Linked DNA regions of Mus musculus: region 2 is linked to region 1. Evidence: chromatin contacts called from public promoter capture Hi-C data. All regions are on one chromosome and are shown on one strand. The core of a region is the stretch at or near the end of the contact, and the rest is flanking DNA. Distances in the headings are between cores, read along the strand shown. Region 1 holds the start of Rsph4a (radial spoke head 4 homolog A (Chlamydomonas)). Region 2 holds the start of Nt5dc1 (5'-nucleotidase domain containing 1).

Evidence for each region. Promoter capture Hi-C pulls out the DNA fragments that hold promoters and counts their contacts.
Region 2: a promoter capture Hi-C map of pre-B cells shows a contact between it and region 1. The contact joins the promoter of Nt5dc1 here to the promoter of Rsph4a in region 1. A contact is called at or near these places in 2 of 39 promoter capture datasets (the C10 cell line and pre-B cells), 1 of 484 Hi-C or Micro-C datasets (embryonic stem cells) and 1 of 115 datasets of contacts at active chromatin or transcription factors (bone marrow-derived macrophages).

The regions. Positions count from the first base shown.
Region 1 is chr10:33,902,744-33,907,198 of GRCm38.p6, reverse strand. Rsph4a (radial spoke head 4 homolog A (Chlamydomonas)) reads right to left here and starts at 2,088. Exons shown (of 6, transcript NM_001162957.1): 1 at 1,361-2,088. The coding sequence starts at 2,043.
Region 2 is chr10:34,416,180-34,421,079 of GRCm38.p6, reverse strand. Nt5dc1 (5'-nucleotidase domain containing 1) reads left to right here and starts at 2,529. Exons shown (of 12, transcript NM_176968.5): 1 at 2,529-2,719. The coding sequence starts at 2,627.

The DNA.
Region 1 (4,455 bases), core at 839-3,338:
TCTTAACCACTGATCCCAATCTCCAACCCCAACATCATATTTTGAAAGTAACAATGTTTTTAGGACCCCAAAGAATGCATTTCATATTGCCATTCTACCCACATACACTAAAAGATAAGTCATCAAATTATTTACTTTCCCCCTTCTTAAAACTATTTTTGTTAGTTCTTTGAGAACTTTATGTGTTTGACTGTATTCACCTTCCCTTTCCCAACTCTTTCAGATCCATCACGCCCTCCTCTACCACCGAACTTTGTGTCCTTCTATTTTTCCTCCACCAAGGCCGATTTGTGCCGCACAAATATTATTAGATGTGTGATCTTCCTCTGAAGTGGTGAATGTAGCATTTTGTTCTTTTCCATTTCACAACTAAATTAGTAGAACTTCATTTATCCTCTCACCAATTAATTGTACTTTTCACAAGAGGCAATCTGTATTTCTCAGGCACCAGACTTATAGGTCTTTGAAAACCCTAGACACACAGTTCAGTTGTTTAGAAGCAAGAATTTCTAGAAAGCTACACTATTACGAGTTCTCATGTTAAAGCTGCAATGGACATCAAGACCATACCTGGATACTTGGTTACCACATGTTTAAAAGAAAGACCTAGCATGTTTTAAAAGTAATCAGGTTTTCTGCTTTCTTGTAGAATACAAGATGCAGGACTTTCTGTGCTCAAATCTTAGGACAATCTTAAGAAAACGAGGATGGAAGGTCACCATAGCACTGGCCTGGGAATGAACATAAAATCAAGCTATACAAGTTTTCAATTGGTTACAAGAATGCACGCTATCACTATAGGCAATTATACAATCTACAAACATCCTGGGAACATGCTTAGATTTCATGACTTTACAATCTCTTCTAAGCCAAGAATAAACAAAACAAACAAACAAGAACAACCCCACCCCTCCAACCAACCAACCAACCAACCAACCAACCAGCCAACCTATGTGTCTAGGGTCTTCAAAGACCTAAAACAATTATTACCAGGGGCCCAGTTTTACGTGTCAAATGCACTTATCTCACTAATTTACTACCTTTGTATTTTATTTTTACTCCTTTTTGTCTGTCTGTCTGTCTACCAACTTTTTACATTTAGACAGGGTCCCACTGTGTTGCCCTGGGTGACCTGTAACTTGCTGTGCAAATAGGTGGGCCTATAGCCTATTAGCCTCTACCTCCCTATCTATGTTCTGGAATTAAAAGCCTCTGCCACCACACCCAGTAACTTTCTTTTTCAAAAGAAATCCTTTCAGATTCTAGTCTCTTTTTGCCTCCAACAAATTTTCACAGAAATACCTTACTCTGCTCCTGCCCACCCCCTTTGTTGTCACCCCACCCCCACTGTGATACTTACAGATTTAAGCCAGACTTGCTGCTGGTACTCAGCAGGTAGGCTTTTGCATTCTGAATGGCCACCTCAAGCATACTCTGGGCTGCTTCACTGGCTCCAACCTCAGGCTGGTCTGGGTCACAGTTACTGTCTGAGCCTTCCTCTTGTAAAAGGTCAAATCTCAGCCCTTTGTGCTTGGACTTGTTCCTGCTGGCATCCCTTAGCCCACAGAGGTCAGGTTGGGGTGTCTGAGACTGCGGGAAAGTACTTTCCTCGGCGTGGCTTGTGTAGTGAGAAGTTGATTGCTTTGCAGCAGAAGATGATTCCCAAGGATCAGAATAAGGTGTCCCGGTGTCAGCGATTCCATTAGCGGTCTTCTCTGTGGGTGATGCAGCTACAGGATCCTGAGTAGTTTCAGTGTTGAGAGGAGTGGAATGAAACTGCAGAGGAGGAGGGGGAGGGGAGGATGACACTTCTGGTCCAGCGGTGAGGTCTCCCGTAGACAGGCTGACTCTAGACTGGTGGCTCCAAGAGGGGCTCATTCTGGGTGCGGGTTCGGTGTCTGTCCTTTGCTCCTCTTCCCGGTACTCAGGTGATGGGGGACCAGGCTCCTGGGGAGAAACGTCTGACTCTCCTTGCCATAATCTCTCTGCTTCCCCTGGCTCTTGATTTTCCTTTTCTTGTTTCAGAGAGGTAGAGTTTTCCATAGGAGTTAAGAAATAAGTCACGTGAACGGAGCGTGACGATATGGAAGGAAACAACACGGGACTTTGCTGAGATCTTCTAAGTAATCAATTCCTAATCAACCTGCCTCCACAGGTTGCAAGCGTCCGGTCTCCATAGCAACCCCAGGCTGGCAGTCTCTGTGTAAAAATCAAACAGCCCTGTTGCTAGGATTTTAGGGAGGGGACTAGTTTTGTGATTTGGTGAAGTCTCTGTCCCTCTTCCTAGCTCAGCCAATCCGAACCCTACCTTTCGTTTTGTTTGTTTTATTTTGTTTTGGGAACCAAGACCTGCAAGATGAGAGCAAAGGTGGAACTGTGATCCGGTGTTGGAGGTCTTTAAAGGTCTGACAGTTTGATCTAGGTTATGGATATGAAGTATGAGTAATGTATATAAAGTGTGGCTCAGCGGTTAAGAGCACTAACTGCTCTTCCAAGGTCCTGAGTTCAACTCCCAGCAACCACATAATGGCTCAAAATCATCTATAATGTGATCTGATGTCCTATTCCAGCATGTAACTGTACATGCAGATAGAGTGCTCATATACATAAAAATAAATAAAATATTTAAATAAAAAGAATGGGAGAATAAATGCATAAAGTCAAACAGCATTTCTTCATTCTCTTTTCCCTACTATTTGGGTGGTAAGTATGAAACCAAAGGCCTCTGCATTCCAGGGACGTTCCCTATTAGGACATGATGCCATAGCCTTCTACATTTTTTAAAGATAGTTTTATTCGAAACTATAGTTTTCTGTTGGAAACACACCCATGTTTGCTTCCAAAGACCCAAGGAAGAGCTTGGCATACTATTCTGCTGTTTGCTTTCTTTATTTCAGTGTTGTCAGTACTTAAACTAGAGTGTAGCTATTACCTGCTTCACAAATGCTCCAAAGATGGGCATGTTAGGTGTAGAGACAAACATTTATAGCCCAGTGATCTTTAATCATACCAAAATGATTACCTAGTCTATCAAAATATGCAGCTTTGCTTTTCTTTTCTGAGGAGCTAAATTCATGGATCAAATTAAAGTCCATCATGCTTCAAATTAAGTTCTAAGAGTTCTTCAACACTATAGCATGACTCTAAATGCAAATGCACATTTGTTTTTCTGTATTTCCCTATAGGTGCCCTCAATAAGTTTCTGAGACCTTAATTTCAGTGTCATTTACAAGTTTAACTTTATAAGTTTTATATAATATTGCGAATCTCTAACAAATTCTTTATTTGGCTTTATCTCTTCAGCTCAATGTCATATGACCTTGACATAATGCAAGTGTATAAATAAAAAGTATTCAGATACAAAATTCTTAGTTCTGTATCATAAATATATTTGAGGAAACCCTCAAGCCTTCCATGGAGTTGCCATCTTCTCTTCAAGAAGCAAGCTTTCATTAGCCAAAGTCAAAGAAGACCTTATACAAATACTCTTCAAACTAATCCACAAAATAGAAACAGAAGGAACACTACATAATTTGTTGTAAGAAGCCACAGTTATGCTGGTACCTAAACCACAAAAAGACCCAACAAAGAAAGAGAACTTCAGACCAATTTCCCTTATGGATATTGATGCAACAATACTCAATAACATTATTGCAAATCTAATCCAAGAACACATTAAACAATCATTCACCATGGTCAAGTAGGCTTCACCCCAGGGATGCAGGGATAGTTCAATATAAGGAAAATGCTCAATGTAATCCACTATATAGACAAATTCAACCAAAAAAAAAAAAATCACATGATCATCTCAGTAGATGCTGAAAAAGCCTTTGACAAAATACAGCAACCCTTCATGTTAAAAGTTTGGGAAAGATAAAAATTTCAAGACACATACCTAAGCAAAATAAAAGCAATATACAACAAACCAATAGCCAACATCAAATTAAATGGAGAGATACTTGAATCAGTCTCATAAAATCAGGTACAAGGCAAGGCTGCCCACTCTCTTCCTATTTATTTAATATAGCAGTACTCAAAGTTTTAGCCAGAACATTTAGACAACAAAAGGTCAAAAGGATACAAATTGGAAAGGAAGAATTCAAGATATTACTATTTGTGCATGATAAGATAGGTGACCCCTAAAATTCTACCAGAGAACTCCTGCAGCTGATAAACAACTTCAGCAAAGTGGCTCGATATAAAATTAACTCAACAAATCAGGAGCCTTCCTCTACTCAGAGGATAAATGGACTGAGAAAGAAAATGGGGAAATGACACCTTCCACAATAGACACAAATAATATAAAATATCATGGTGTGACTCTAACCAAGCAGGTGAAAGATCTGTATGACAATAATTTCAAGTCTCTGAAGAAAGAAACAGAAGGAGATCTCAGAAGATAGAGAGATCACCCATAATCATGGATCGGCAGGATTAATATAGTAAAAATGGCCA
Region 2 (4,900 bases), core at 1,280-3,779, 510 kb before region 1:
GCTCAATTTTCTAGAGGACTTTCTCCTGTTCCTATTCCAGATTTGTTTGAGGCTCATTATAACAGAAAAGTTGTCAATGTGATTTCAAATGAGTCCATTAGGTATTATAAGCAAGCACCCTAACTAATTGCACTATCCATTGAACTATAATTAACAGAACTAATTTGGTCTATTTACCTTCTAAGAGTTAGTATCTGTAAGGGTTAAGTGAAATTCTCAACTATTTATATCATTATGCCATTTCAATTGCTCTTTCTCACTAGAGAAAAGTTTTTTTTTTAATTTAGAGTAACAGTATGAAGATTTGTATTTTCTCATTTAAATGGAGAAGTATGAGACAAAAAAAGACTTAATATACTTGTTTTTTCACATGCAGAGGCTGAAAGTTAAATGGTTCTGACATCCTTTGTCCCAACTGTATTGAGTTTTCTGAATCTAAAATAGTGTAATCCTGAATCAGGCAAATCATCACTCCTACCACTCTGTACTGCCTGCTCACAAAAGTTCTGGGTACAAAACTTTTTTTTTTTTTTTGATGAATTCCATTCATCAATGACATTTTTGATGTCTTCATAGAAAAACTCAATTAAAAGCAGGATAATCAAATAACCACCAGTGTAATGGGCTATTTCCTGGTTGTTAGCTTGACTATATCCGAAATGAACTACAATCCAGAACTGGAGGGCTCACCTGTGATCCAGATTTTGAGGCTGGAAGACACAAGTTTCTGATCTGGCTCTTGTCATGGAGATCTTGAGACATGATGACCGTGAAAAGCTTAGGCTCAGGCAAGGTAGTACAGGCCTTTAATCCCAGGAGACTGAGGCAAGGTGATATCTGGATTCAAGGTCAGCCTGGGACAAAGCAAGTCCTAGATCCAGGCATGGTGGTATGCACCTTTAATCTGAGCCACACTTTCTCATAGAAGCCTACCCAGGGACATTGGAAGAAGGAAGATTCACTCTTTTTCTTTTTCTTTTTTATTAATATTTTTTATTACTACGTATTTTCCTCAATTACATTTAGAATGCTATCCCCCATACCCCCCACACACACACACTTCCCTACCCACCCATTCCCATTTTTGGGCCCTGGCATTCCCCTGTACTGGGGCATATAAAGTTTGCGTGTCCAATAGGCCTCTCTTTCCAGTGATGGCCGACTAGGCCATCTTTTGATACATATGCAGCTAGAGTCAAGAGCTCCGGGGTACTGGTTAGTTCATATTGTTGTTCCACCTATAGGGTTGTAGATCCCTTTAGCTCCTTGGATATGTTCTCTAGCTCCTCCATTGGGGGCTTTGTGATCCATCCAATAGCTGACTGTGAGCATCCACTTCTGTGTTTGCTAGGCCCCAGCCTAGTCTCACAAGACCTACTTCTACAGAAGACCAGTTCAAACAACTAGCCTCACGGGACGGAGCAACTACCAAACTCTTCGAATTCCTATTAACAGTTGACCAATGCTCGGTGAGTTGAACTACAGACTATAAGTCATCACAATACATTCCTTTAATATATAGAGAACTCATTCCATAAGTTCTGTGTCTTTAGAGAACCCTGACTAATACAACCAGCCTTGGTGTTTTTGGTAAGGTGGTCTTCCATAATACGTAATATATTTTTTAATGCATTCCAATGGCTGAAATGATGCCAGGAATGTCTTTCATGTCTTATTACCAAACTATAGAGTAATAAAGCTGTTGATTCAACTTTCAAAGTCCACTTACCAAACTGTATGCTAAAGGGGTCTGTATTAGTCAGAGTTTTACTGCTGTGAACAGACACCATGACCAAGGCAAGTCTTATAAAAAACAACATTTAATTGGGGCTGGCTTACAGGTACAGAGGTTCAGTCCATTATCATCAAGGTGGGAGCATGGCAGCATCCAGGCAGGCATGGTGCAGGCAGAGCTGAGCGTTCTATGTCTTCATCCAAAGGCTGCTAGTGGAAGACTGACTTCCAGGCAACTAGGGTGAGGATCTTATGCCCACGCCCACAGTGACACACCTATTCCAACCTGGTCACACCTATTCCAACAAGGCCACACCTCCAAATGGTGTCACTCCCTAGTCCAAGAATATACAAACCATCACAGGGTCCAACAGTTATTTGTGCTCATAATTTTCTCACACACTGCTCCCACACTCAAGCCTCAAGGGATGAGGTTTCACTGGTATCATTTAGTAGTGTGGCGCCTGAAAAATGAACGAGAATTCCCACTAATTCTGTGAAACCTTAAGCTACATTAAGGACATTGGCTAGCAGGGTCCTAGTTGAGCATTTTAGCTCCTGCTGCACTGTACTAGCTGGAAGCAAGCCGTGGAACTGGCCTGAACCAGCCAGCAAAACTGGGGCGATCCAGGAGGCAGACAGGCCACTGACTTGGAGACGCGGGAGTGTGCTCAGAACCCGCCCTACTTGACTAGCTCCTCCCGACCAGACCACGCCCCGCCCGTCTGTCTTATATAAGCCTCCGCCCCGCCAAGCTCCGCCCCGTCAAGCCCCGCCCCGTCAAGCCCCGCCCCGCTCCGCGTCCTGCCTGCGAGTTACGCTTGTAGAGTCCCGGCAACTTCTCGCATGCTCTACCGGCCTTCCGGTCTGCGTTACCCGCCGCTGCCCTGCCATGGCTCAGCACTTCTCCCTGGGCGCCTGCGACGTGGTCGGCTTCGATCTCGACCACACGCTGTGCCGCTACAACCTGCCCGAGAGCGCCCGGGTGAGTGGCACGGACAGCCTCTAAAGGCGGCTGTGTAGAGTGTCGTAGGTCCCCGGCCGCTGGGCGGAAGTGTACTTTCAGGGGTTCTGCGGTCTTGAGGAGGAAGCCAGGGGCAGAAGATAGCGCAAGACCGAGCCGGGAAGCCGACTTGTAGAACCCTGAAAAAGCGGGGTCAGGGGCTTTGTGTGTCATTTGTTGATCCCAGGCCCTATTATTTTTTCCAACTCCTCTGGGCACCAGCTGAGTGGGTACAGCCACTTGTTTTGAACTTCAAGAAAACATGGCTGCATCTTTCCTTTTGCACACCCAAGTAATCACCTGTCAGAGTTTAAGTATTTCATACAGGGAGAGACTGTATAATAAATAGTATTGTGAGAAACACTGGGAGAAGTCGTTAACATCTTAGACCTCCTTTTGTCTTTACCAAGAGAAGAAAACAAGCATTTATTGTGCACGTACTACTTGATCTGTGCGTTTTAAATAAAGTTGTAATCTCAACAGAATCTACCCAGAATATGAGGGGATTAGATTGCTTTATTTGTAGGCTTATACCCTCATCTTAATCGCCCTGCTTTCTCTGACCCTTTGGGTTCACAAGAAACTAAAGAATTAAGAATATCACAGTGAGAAGTCTAAGCAGGACTCTGCAGTCAAAGTCCCTGGTTCGGGACCCTGGCACCAAGTGCCTAGCCCTGTGACACTGGGCAAATAATCTGGGTTCCTTCTCAATTAACCTTTCGAGGATTAAGTGTGCAGCCGATTGTTTGCTATTACGGTTAGCACCCACCACATCACTAGTGCAGACCACAGTCAGTGTAGTCCTGTCAGTGCCCCAGTTGGTCAGATTCTCCAAAATCAAAAATGAGGCTCCTGAATCACTCCGGTGTGTTTTCAAGCATACAGATGCTTTAAAAAAAAAAAAAGGTGTGTGTCCCTGCTGGGGCTCTGTTTTGCTTGCCAGTTGCACAGATCTCATTTCCTTTCTCATAGTTTAAAGACATTTAAGTCTTGGTCCTTTGGCTACTCTTTCAGAGTGTTCTCTGGGTGCTAATTTCTTTCCTTCCACGGCGTTCAGATTCCAGTCTGGTTCATCTTATGCCCTTCATCTGTATTCACTGTCGTTCATGGAGAATGTTGTTTAACCTCTGTCATGTTAAAAAGCCAGTTTTGTGCGTGTGTGAGCATACACATTTTAGGATAGAAGATTCAGAAGATACTCTACTGCAAGTTTTGAATCGCAGTGCTGATTAAAGGCTGAAAACGATACCCTGGTGAATCTTGGTTATGCTTGGTATAGAAATCCTAAGTCTCACCGAGTGCTGAACACCAGGACATAGTTAGGGACACACATCAACCACACACAAGTAGGAGCCTCTCTGTGGTTAGCAACCTGTTACCAGAAAGACGATGTAAAGTTCTTTTGCATTCTTATGGGGGAGAGGAGTATTTGCCAAGGCTTGCTATTGCCTGTCCCGGAGGGAGGGTCTCTTCCCTTCCATTCAGTGTCTCTTCATCATGTGGGGTCTCATCTTAAGTACTTAAATTATGAAATCACCCTCCCACCGCCGTCCTTCTCTTCCCTCCTAGGAAGCCTTTTGTGTCACCACTTACAATTTCTTTAAACCTTACTTCTCCAAATGCTCAGCAGAAGCTTTATATATTCTAGTTACTCTTTGGACTCCCCCACCCCCAGCCCCCGAGAGCCTCTGTCTTCTGAGTTACAGAAAACAGTGTTTTCTATGTCTTGAGCATACTGGGCTTAGTGATTTACGATGTGGTTGGAATTAACTGAATATGATGACACAGTCACTTTTTTTCCCCCTTTTTGGTATGGTGTATGTATGTAAAAGTAGCTTTTGCTCCCCTCACGTCATTGTTGGCTTCATCTGCTAGTCTAGGCCTAGTCTTGGAAGGTTCTAGCCTATGTACAATCTTATCGAGGCCTAGAAGGTTTAGTCTCTGAGACTTACTGCTTTCTAGCTCTTTCTGAGCTTTAGCTGGCTGGTTCAACTTAACTGTTCTGGCTCAAAACTCCTCTCCAAACCGACTGCTTCCATCTGGCCTTTCTCTAGGCCTCTAACTGAATGCCCTGCCTGGCCTCAGACTAACTTTGGCAGTATGTTCTTAGCTGGCTCCTTCTCATTCTCTAACGTGTTCTGTGTTCACCTGTGTCTAGCTTGT